Regions from separate parts of the Rattus norvegicus genome. Here region 2 is linked to region 1. Evidence: chromatin contacts called from public Hi-C data. All regions are on one chromosome and are shown on one strand. Each heading gives the region's core, a stretch centred on a gene start, on an enhancer-like site or on the middle of the called end of the contact. The rest is flanking DNA. Distances are from core to core; before and after follow the strand shown.

Region 1 (4,193 bases), core at 893-3,392:
ACGTGTCCTTCTATGGGACTGAGATGCCATGGTCCCCCTAACATCCATAATGGCTCCAGTGCTGTGTTTCTGGTGTTCATGTTTGTGTGATAATAACTTCTCTTATTTCTTTGGAGACTATATCCGTTTAAGAAGTTTTTGGGCTGGAGACTTGGTGCTCTTGCAGAGGACCCACACTTGATTTCCAGTCCCCACATGGTGAGCTGCAGCCATCTGAAGGTCTGCTCCCAGGGGATCTGATGCTCTCTTTCTTCTGGTCTCTGCGGGCAGGCATCAGGCACCATGCATGTAATATATATACACACACGCAGGCAAAGCATCCATACACATAAAAGACATAAACGTAAACATTTGACAGGGTTTTGCTGTCACCTATGCGCTCCTGCCGTCTGCCTGTGCTCTTCTGTGATGCTCCTCCTCTGCCAGGTTCAGAGGAAAGAACACTTCAGAATTGTTGGCCATGCTGGGAGTGGGTCCACATACACTAGTCCTCAGAACTTACTATTTCATGTCATTACATAATTAGTTGTTTCATATAATGGTCACCTTTGCTGAACTGTGAGATTCCCAGGTTGAATTCTTGCTTCTGGAATCTGGGAGAGTATTCAGGCTGAGATCAGTGTCTGGACGGATTTACCAGTGACAGGGTTTTCTGTTAGCCAGGACCTGACAAGAGCAGAAGAGTCTGACAGCATGAACTGGGGGGCTGGTGTTGTCCACCCACTTGGACTCACACAGGCTCTCTTACTTCTCAGAAGCACAGCTCACACTGGAGCCTGAGGGACACTCAGCATGCGGTCTCACGAAGCAGGGCCTCCCGAGTCCCTCTCATTGGTTCTGTGTCTGCAGAAGCCTCTCGGGTTAAATGGTTCTGTCACTGCTGAGTGGTTAGGCTGTTTGCTTTTGTTGTGGTTTTGTTGTTGCAGGGTCTCTGGATGTAGCTCAGCTGGCCTTAGATACATGATCCTGCCTCGGCCCCTGGACTGCCATCTGTGTAAGGCTGTTTCCTACTCACAACTATTTGTCAGCATCATCTCTAGCAGTGGTGTTCATGTTCACAGATTCTGGCTGTGTTGAGCCTGGGCTCGAAGTCTGAACCCTCTTGTTTTAATCACAGTTCTGTGAGGTAACTAGTGCTGTTTTCCTTCACCACTCCAGTTCTGCTTACATGTCTCAGACTCCTTGTTTGTGTTTGTTTGTTTGTTTTGAGACAGGGTGTCGTGTAGCCCAGGCTGGCCCAGGCTGAGATTCTGGTGGTATCTATGCCTGCCCTGTTTTGAACTTTCTTTTTCCTGGCTTGGGGAATTGACACATGGGGCTGTGGAGTGTGGCGAGTCTAACTCTGCATGTGGACTGACAGGGGCAGTCGCAGTTCAAGCCCAGAGGCAGTTTGCTGGCAGAACTTTCTCCTGAGAGGTTGGTGTTTTTGTTTTGTAGCTTTTGTTCCTTGGCTGAGGCCCATCTAGTCCAGCAGGACAATCTTTTAACTAAAACTCTACTGATGCAAATGTTAATATTTTTTTAAATACCCTCACAACAACTTCTAGCATAGTGTTTGACCCGATATCTGAGAAAGTCTCCCAACCAAGTTGGCACAATCACTGAAACTGCCTTTAGTTCTAAGTGCCCTTGGAATGCACTGCATTCTGTGGCTCTGTAGATGGTGAGTTGTGTGAGTCAATGCCTCAGACCCAGGCATCTCTCTTCTTACCCCTGGTGCCAGAGGTGTGCAGCCTGGAGGGGGAGGCCACCTTGTAAGACAGGGTGGTTACTGGCATTGTGATGTGTAAAAGGCACAAAGCAGAGTTGGGTGACCTTGGGAGCCTGGGCCTCCTTGGACCATGGACAACCTCTCACCGGTGTACAGGGACACCTTGCTTGAAGAGTCTGCAGATCAACCTGAGGAGGAGCCGGGCAGTGCTGAGTGGCTTATTGAGTAATGCTTGGCTTTTGGGTTCAGCTCAGTGTCATAGGAGAGGTCTAGCGCTCTCACACAGCCGTCATGTTGGGAAATGTGGCCAGGTTAGGGGGCTTAGTTAGGTTTGCCCCTGGAATGCTTCTGGAAAAATTTGATGTTGCTTGTTTTTAGGGTGGCCTGGTGGCTCAAATTTGGGCTTTCTCTTTTTGTTGGTAATTTAACCATTTCTTTGGTGCTGGATCCCTCTTTATTCAGTATCTATCACAAGCATCGGCTTTGTTCTTTGTTTTTTGTTTTTTTTTCCTCAAGATAGGCAATAGCTTTATTATGGAAAGGAATGTTTCAATCCTCTTGTTTGCGCCCTGGCATCAGTAAAGAAGTGAGTTTGGAGAGTGTTGGGGTCACTCAGAGTCACAAGCATGAGCCATGTCCATCTCCTAGTGACTAAGCTCCTCTTTCCTGCTAGGAGTCTGCAGCAAGAGTGCCCTGAGCTGTAGCTGAGGCTGGTCCAGCCATTTTGTGCACGGGCCAAGCTGGCTCCACAGGCCCCAGTTCCAAGCCTGAGCAGACACTTGCCCAGGCAGGCATGAAGGCTGTGCACCTGGGTGGAGAATCTGCCCTGAGTACATTGTCTCAACTCAGAAAGAGCTGAGCAGCAAGACTCCAAAGTCCTGTTCAGAGAAGCAGAGCACCTGCTCTGACCCGAATGTGCACCAGGCGTGAACCTGCAGAGGAGTGTGTCCTGTGTGCTCAGATCATGGGATCCTAATGCTGTTTTGTGTCATCAGTTTTTTTTTTTTTTTTTTTTTTTGGGTGGGGAGAGGCTCTTGGGCAATTTTTGTCTTTTTTTGCAGTCTTAGGGATTGAACTGAGTTTTCTGTTGCCCTGGCTTTCCTGGAACAGGACAGGTTGTTAGTAGACCAGGCCAGCCTTTAATTCCCAGAGATCTTCCTGCTTCTGCCTTTGAGTGCTGGAAATAAAGGTGTGCACCAGTATGCCCGCTGTGAACATCTTGTCTGATGTATGGAGATGAACTTGTACAGTAAATTGAATGTAGAAAAGTTTACGTGCACTTTCACTGCAACCATGCAAACGAGGAGCCGTGGCCGGCACCATAGATCTGGTCTTGCTGCTTGTTGGGGTGGTCTAGTGGTGATGCCCAGTTTTCCTTTACTCCGTATTTCCCATGGATGCTGGCCGCCTAGGAAGCCCCTCACCCACTGTGCTTGGACTTTATTCTTAACATTGTCTAGATTTTGAAACAGGTATTTTGTTTTAATGATAAATGATATTTTCTGTTATTTTAAAGCCAATTTTAAGTCTTGTTTACGTGTGTGTGTGTGTATGTGTGTGTGTGTGTGTGTGTACATTTGTGTGAAGATATTTATACAGTTCTCTTCTTTCATCACACGGGTCCTAGGGGGTCAAACTCGGGTCGTCAGGCTTGACAGCAAGCACCTTTATCTGCTGAGCCATTTTGTTTGCTCTTAAAGCCAATCCAGGCATCAATGGAGACCGTGGCCCTTGAGGGCCTCACCCTTCATGGCTCTGGCTTTGCTCCGACTCACATAGGCTGCTAGGGAATGGCAAGAATTGTCTTTGAAACAAGAGCAGAAGCTCACATGCCTAGAGAGGGAGCAGGACTTTTGCAGCTAGGGTTTGCTGATCCCTCCGGGCGAGAATAAGGCCAAGTTTGAAGCAAGCTTTATTCAGTACTAGCCAGGACAGTGGATAGTGGTCAGCTCCACTCCTGGGATTCCCAGAGAAGGGCTGTGAATTATGAAAGCAAAACCCACAAGGCTGTGTACTTCTCGCTTTCATCAAACTGTGGGCAAGCATATATCCTGATGTACTTCCTGCCTACGTACCTTCTCCTATGGGATCTATATGTGTGTGTATATAACTACTAGACAGGATCAAGCATGTCCCGTGTAGCCAAGGCAGCCAACCTTGTTTACGGAAGTGAAAAGTCACGGCTTGTCTTCTCACATGAGCAACGCCCCTGAACCCCGGGACTTGGCTGTCCTTGGGGGAGTGCAACTTCAGGTTTTGTTTACAGATCTCTTAAGCACAGTGATTTAAACTTAAAATCTAAGTTTAGCTCTCACAGACTGGCCAGTACTGTTTCCTTCTCTGAGAACATGCCCTGTCTGCCTGCCTGCCAATATATATACATATGTATATGTATATGTATATGTATATGTATATGTATATGTATATGTATATGTATATGTATATGTATATGTATATACATACATACATATTACACTGATAA
Region 2 (4,193 bases), core at 904-3,403, 63 kb before region 1:
TCTTAAGTGATATAGGATTACAGCTGTGAGATTCCATGCTGAGCACTGCTTGCTTGCTTATCTATCTATCTATCTATCTATCTATCTATCTATCTATCTATCTATCAATCATATCATCCTTTGAGGCACAGTGTCTTTGTGTGTTTGTATGTATGGAGGTCAGAGGTCAACCAATGCTTTTCTCGGTCACTTTCTCCCTTGTGTTTTGAGACCAGATCTCTTACTGAACCTGCTGCTCTCCGGTTAAGCTAGGCTGGCCATCAAGCCTCAGGCCTTCTGCCTTCTCAATACCAGTATTACAAGCACTACTGTTCCTGTCCCCGTCCATCCATCCATCCATCCATCCATCCATCCATCCATCCATCCGTCCATCCAAGACAAAGTTCCAAATATGTAGCCCTGGCTGGCATGGAACTCACAGTTCTGCCTTTCCAGTGCTGGAGCTAAAAGCATGTACCACCACATGTGGCTAGATTTATTTATTTACTTAAAAACGTCGGTCCTTTGGATTAAATTCAGTTTTTCATGCTTGCATTTTACCAACTAAGACATGTTTATAGTGTCCTTAAAAAAAAAAAGTCCTGGGGCTGGGGATTTAGCTCAGCGGAAGAGCGCTTGCCTAGCGAGCCCAAGGCCCTGGGTTCGGTCCCCAGCTCCGAAAAAAAAAAAAAAAAGAAAAAAGAAAAAAAAAAAAAAAGTCCGTCCATGAGTGTGAGTATGTGAGTATGTGTATGAAAGTATGGGAAAGTGAGTGAGTGTGTGTGTGTGTGTGTGTGTGTGTGAGAGAGAGAGAGAGAGAGAGAGAGAGAGAGAGACAGAGAGAGAGAGAGAGTGTGTGTGTGTATGTATGTATGTATGTATGTATGTATATAAAGATGCCATGTGCACATGTGAAGGTCAGAGGACAACTTTGTGGGATTGGTTCTCTCCATTTACCTTTACGTGGGTTCTGGAGATCAAACCCAGTTTTTCAGACATTCACAGCAAGCATCGTTACTCCCTGAGCCACTTTGTCAGCCCCACAGGGTCTTTTTTTGAAGACAGTATCATGCTGTGTAACCACATCATGAATCTCAAAGTCCAGATCTTCCTCCAGTGAGCTCCTGCCTCAGCTGCTCCGGGGAGGGCTGCTCACCTTCTCTCCTGGAAGCTCTTTGCACTTGCCTTTGAAGGACCCGTGCTTCTTTGTCCTCTGGATTTTGTTTTGCACAATTTTGCTGACTGTTTCCTTTTGGTGTGGCTTAACATATTTTTCAACTTCTTGTCCATCTTATAAATTAGTCATTAGATTCAGCTGTATTCTTGCGTTTAAAGTGTTTTAGTAGAAGCAGAGGAAAGACGGGTTCAAGGCTGAGAACATAATGTGCAGGTATCTAGGAAGTGTAATGCATACACCAGATAATGTATGCACTAGATAGATTATGCACACACTAGATAATAGTTTATTACCAGGCCAGAAAAATGAAGATGCCCATTGGTGGAGAATTTGTAAACACCATGTGGTATGACTTCACATAGAAATCCTCATCGATGTGAAGAGGGGGAGGAGGAGGAGGAAGAAGAGGAGGAAGAAGAAGGGGGAGGAGGATAGAGATTTCTTCACAAGTCGAGTTAGTTGAAATATCAGTGCTCTGCTAGGCAGGCCGGAGCTGAGGATGGCGAGGCTCACTTGGTTAGGTGTCTGTCTAGAATGCATGAGACCCCGAGTTCCATCTCTACCCTACATAAGCTGGACCTGGCACTGCACACCTATAGTCCCACTACTCAGGAGGTGGAGGCAGGAGAATCAGAAGTTCAAGTAAATCCGTGGGCATGTAGAGAGTTAGAAGACAATCTAGGTTACATGAGACTCTGTCTCAAAAAGAAAAAAAAAAACAAAAAAATTATGCAGGGTATAGAATTATATGTAAAATATATGCTTCAGTGCAACTCAACATACATCCAACACAGCCATTGTAGATTTACATTTGCCTGTAGAAGTAAAAAAAATGCCAGAAGGAAAGTTACCCGGAGGAAAAGACCCATGTGGGTGTCTCTTACGGAGGGAGTGGTCAGATGGTTTCCTCTAGAACTCAGTAGCAGGAACCCTCCACTACTGTCCTCCAGAAGCTAAGGGATTCTGGATTCTAGACTGCATGTTTGCCCTCCATGGGAAAGCAGAGATCATTTTTGTTCTCAAGTGCTGTCTTTTGTCCAAGTATGCATGAGAGTCCTTGGTGCTTTTTTCCATCAGTAACTCTCAGAAATCCTAGCGTTAGGAAAATGCTGGAATCCCAGTTCAAGGGGGTAGGAAAGTCAGGGCCAAAGGAGTCACTGAACCTGACAGAACAGTTTGGCCAAGAGAAATCACTGCTGCTCCTTACGTGTGTGCATCTTGGCAGTTCCTTATTTTTCTGGAAGGTTGAAGGTCACAGGTCTCTCCTTGGTTGTTGGCTGCGCTCTGTCCAGAAGTGATTTGTTCTTGGAATGAGCTGAAACAGTGACTGGAAAAAGAATGCTTGTGGTTTCATTCAGAGGCTATTAATATCTTTCCTCTTCATGACATCACAGGGTGGCGAATTGTGGGAGAATGTTAGTGCTCCAATGTCAGAAGTGGTGTTAACACCCCTCAGTCAGTGGTCCTGACCACTCCTGCTGCTGTGTGCCTAGGTTCCAAATGCCTAATGAGAGCTGAGCTGTTAGCATTCTTGAAATTTGGGCCTAAAGCTGGGCATGGTGATACACATTTTAATCCCAGCAGTTGGGAGGCAGAGGCAGATAACTCTTTGTGAGTTATGGCCTATCTGGTCTATGTAGCAAGTTTCAGGCTAGGGCTACACAGTGAGAGTGTTTCAAAGGGAGACAATGCCTAAAGGATTCTGAAATGAAGACATTGAAAAAAGGAATGAAGATGGTGCTGTGGTCCGTGGGTAGAGCACTTACCTAGCTTGTCTGAGGCTCTGGTTCCATCAATAGTATTGCATAAGCCAAGGGTGGGGTACACACCTGTAACCCCAGCACTCAGAGTGGGGTACAGGAAGATCAGAAGTTCAAGGTAAGCCTGGGGTAAATGAAACACACTCTTTAAACACAAAAGGAAAAAGAAATAAGATTGAGAAGCCCTCGATACCAGCCCAGGTCATTTTGTCATTACTATAGAACTTAGTTTTACTTTCATCTCTAACGTTTCCAGATAAAACGTTGCTCCATGGACTGCACACTGGTCAGGGTTGTGGGCGGTGCAGTCCTATTTTGAGCTATGGCTTGCATTGAGGCTTAGCTCGCTCTCTCCCCTCTGCCTCTCCTTTTCTTCTACTTTGGTGTTGTAAATAGTGGTATGCAGGGTAGGGTAGCTGTCTTAGTTAGGGTTTTATTATTGTGAAGAGAAAGCATGACCACAGCAACTCTTATAAAGGAAAACATTTAATTAGGACTGGCTTACAGTTGGGAGGTTTAGTCTGCCAGCCTCATGGCGGGAAGCATGGCAGGATATAGGAAGACATGGTGTAGGAGGAGGAGCTGAGAGTTCTATATCTGGATCCCCAGGCTGCAAGGAGAGACCGTACACTACACTGGGTGTACCTTGAACATATGTAACTTCAAAGTCCATAGTGACACACTCCGAGGCCACACCTCCTGATGGTACCACTCCCTATGGCCAAGCGTGTAAGCACAAGAATCTGTGGGGGCATACCTATCCAAGCCACCACAGTAGCCTACCTTTCTTTGCCGTATGTCTCTAGGGTGCTTTCCCAGTGCTGGCACTGACTGCTTCTGTGCCCAAGCAGTTGTACTAGTATGAAATGCTGTGAGGGAGGTGAGGCCCCGTGTCAGTAACGGCAAGCCATTCAAAACACTCTGGATAGCAGCTCGGTTTGTCCCTTTTCACTCAGCAAAGGGCTGTATAGCGTTGGTGCCTGTTGCAGTGGTGTCAGCTTAGGGAAACAGGCTTTGCTGAGGTGCTGGCGGTCCACCGGCCAGTCTTTCTTGATGGAACGTGGCAGAAGTTGTTTAAGCTGAGTCTGCAACATGGGACTATGCAGAGTTTTGTAATTAAAACATTATGGAGGGCTCCAGGTTCTTAGGGAGTCGGCAGGATAATACTTCTGTCCATCTTTCCTTCACAGAGGCAAGAGGGCCACCAGTTGCTCTTGGCTGCCATCCTGTCAAAGTGACATCAAGTCATGAGTACTCTAGGGGAAGTTTAGGGTCGT

Evidence for each region. A called contact is a pair of places that touch in the nucleus more often than the background predicts.
Region 2: a contact with region 1 is called in a Hi-C map of kidney, with 4 times the contacts expected there. The contact joins two enhancer-like sites. A contact is called at or near these places in 5 of 12 Hi-C or Micro-C datasets (the Rat2 cell line, Schwann cells, frontal cortex and 2 more) and 1 of 1 datasets of contacts at active chromatin or transcription factors (oligodendrocytes).

What each region holds. Positions count from the first base shown.
Region 1 is chr10:4,733,635-4,737,827 of GRCr8, reverse strand. All of the region lies in intron 8 of Snx29 (sorting nexin 29), which reads left to right. Among named protein-coding and RNA genes, the nearest start is that of Snx29, 70 kb to the left of the region's middle. Within about 2 kb of position 2,142, at least 9 of the 93 cell types and tissues checked have an H3K27ac peak or open chromatin away from gene starts, as enhancers often do. A contact at or near this core is called in kidney, where this site is marked.
Region 2 is chr10:4,796,196-4,800,388 of GRCr8, reverse strand. All of the region lies in intron 1 of Snx29 (sorting nexin 29), which reads left to right. Among named protein-coding and RNA genes, the nearest start is that of Snx29, 7.3 kb to the left of the region's middle. Within about 2 kb of position 2,153, at least 17 of the 93 cell types and tissues checked have an H3K27ac peak or open chromatin away from gene starts, as enhancers often do. A contact at or near this core is called in kidney, where this site is marked.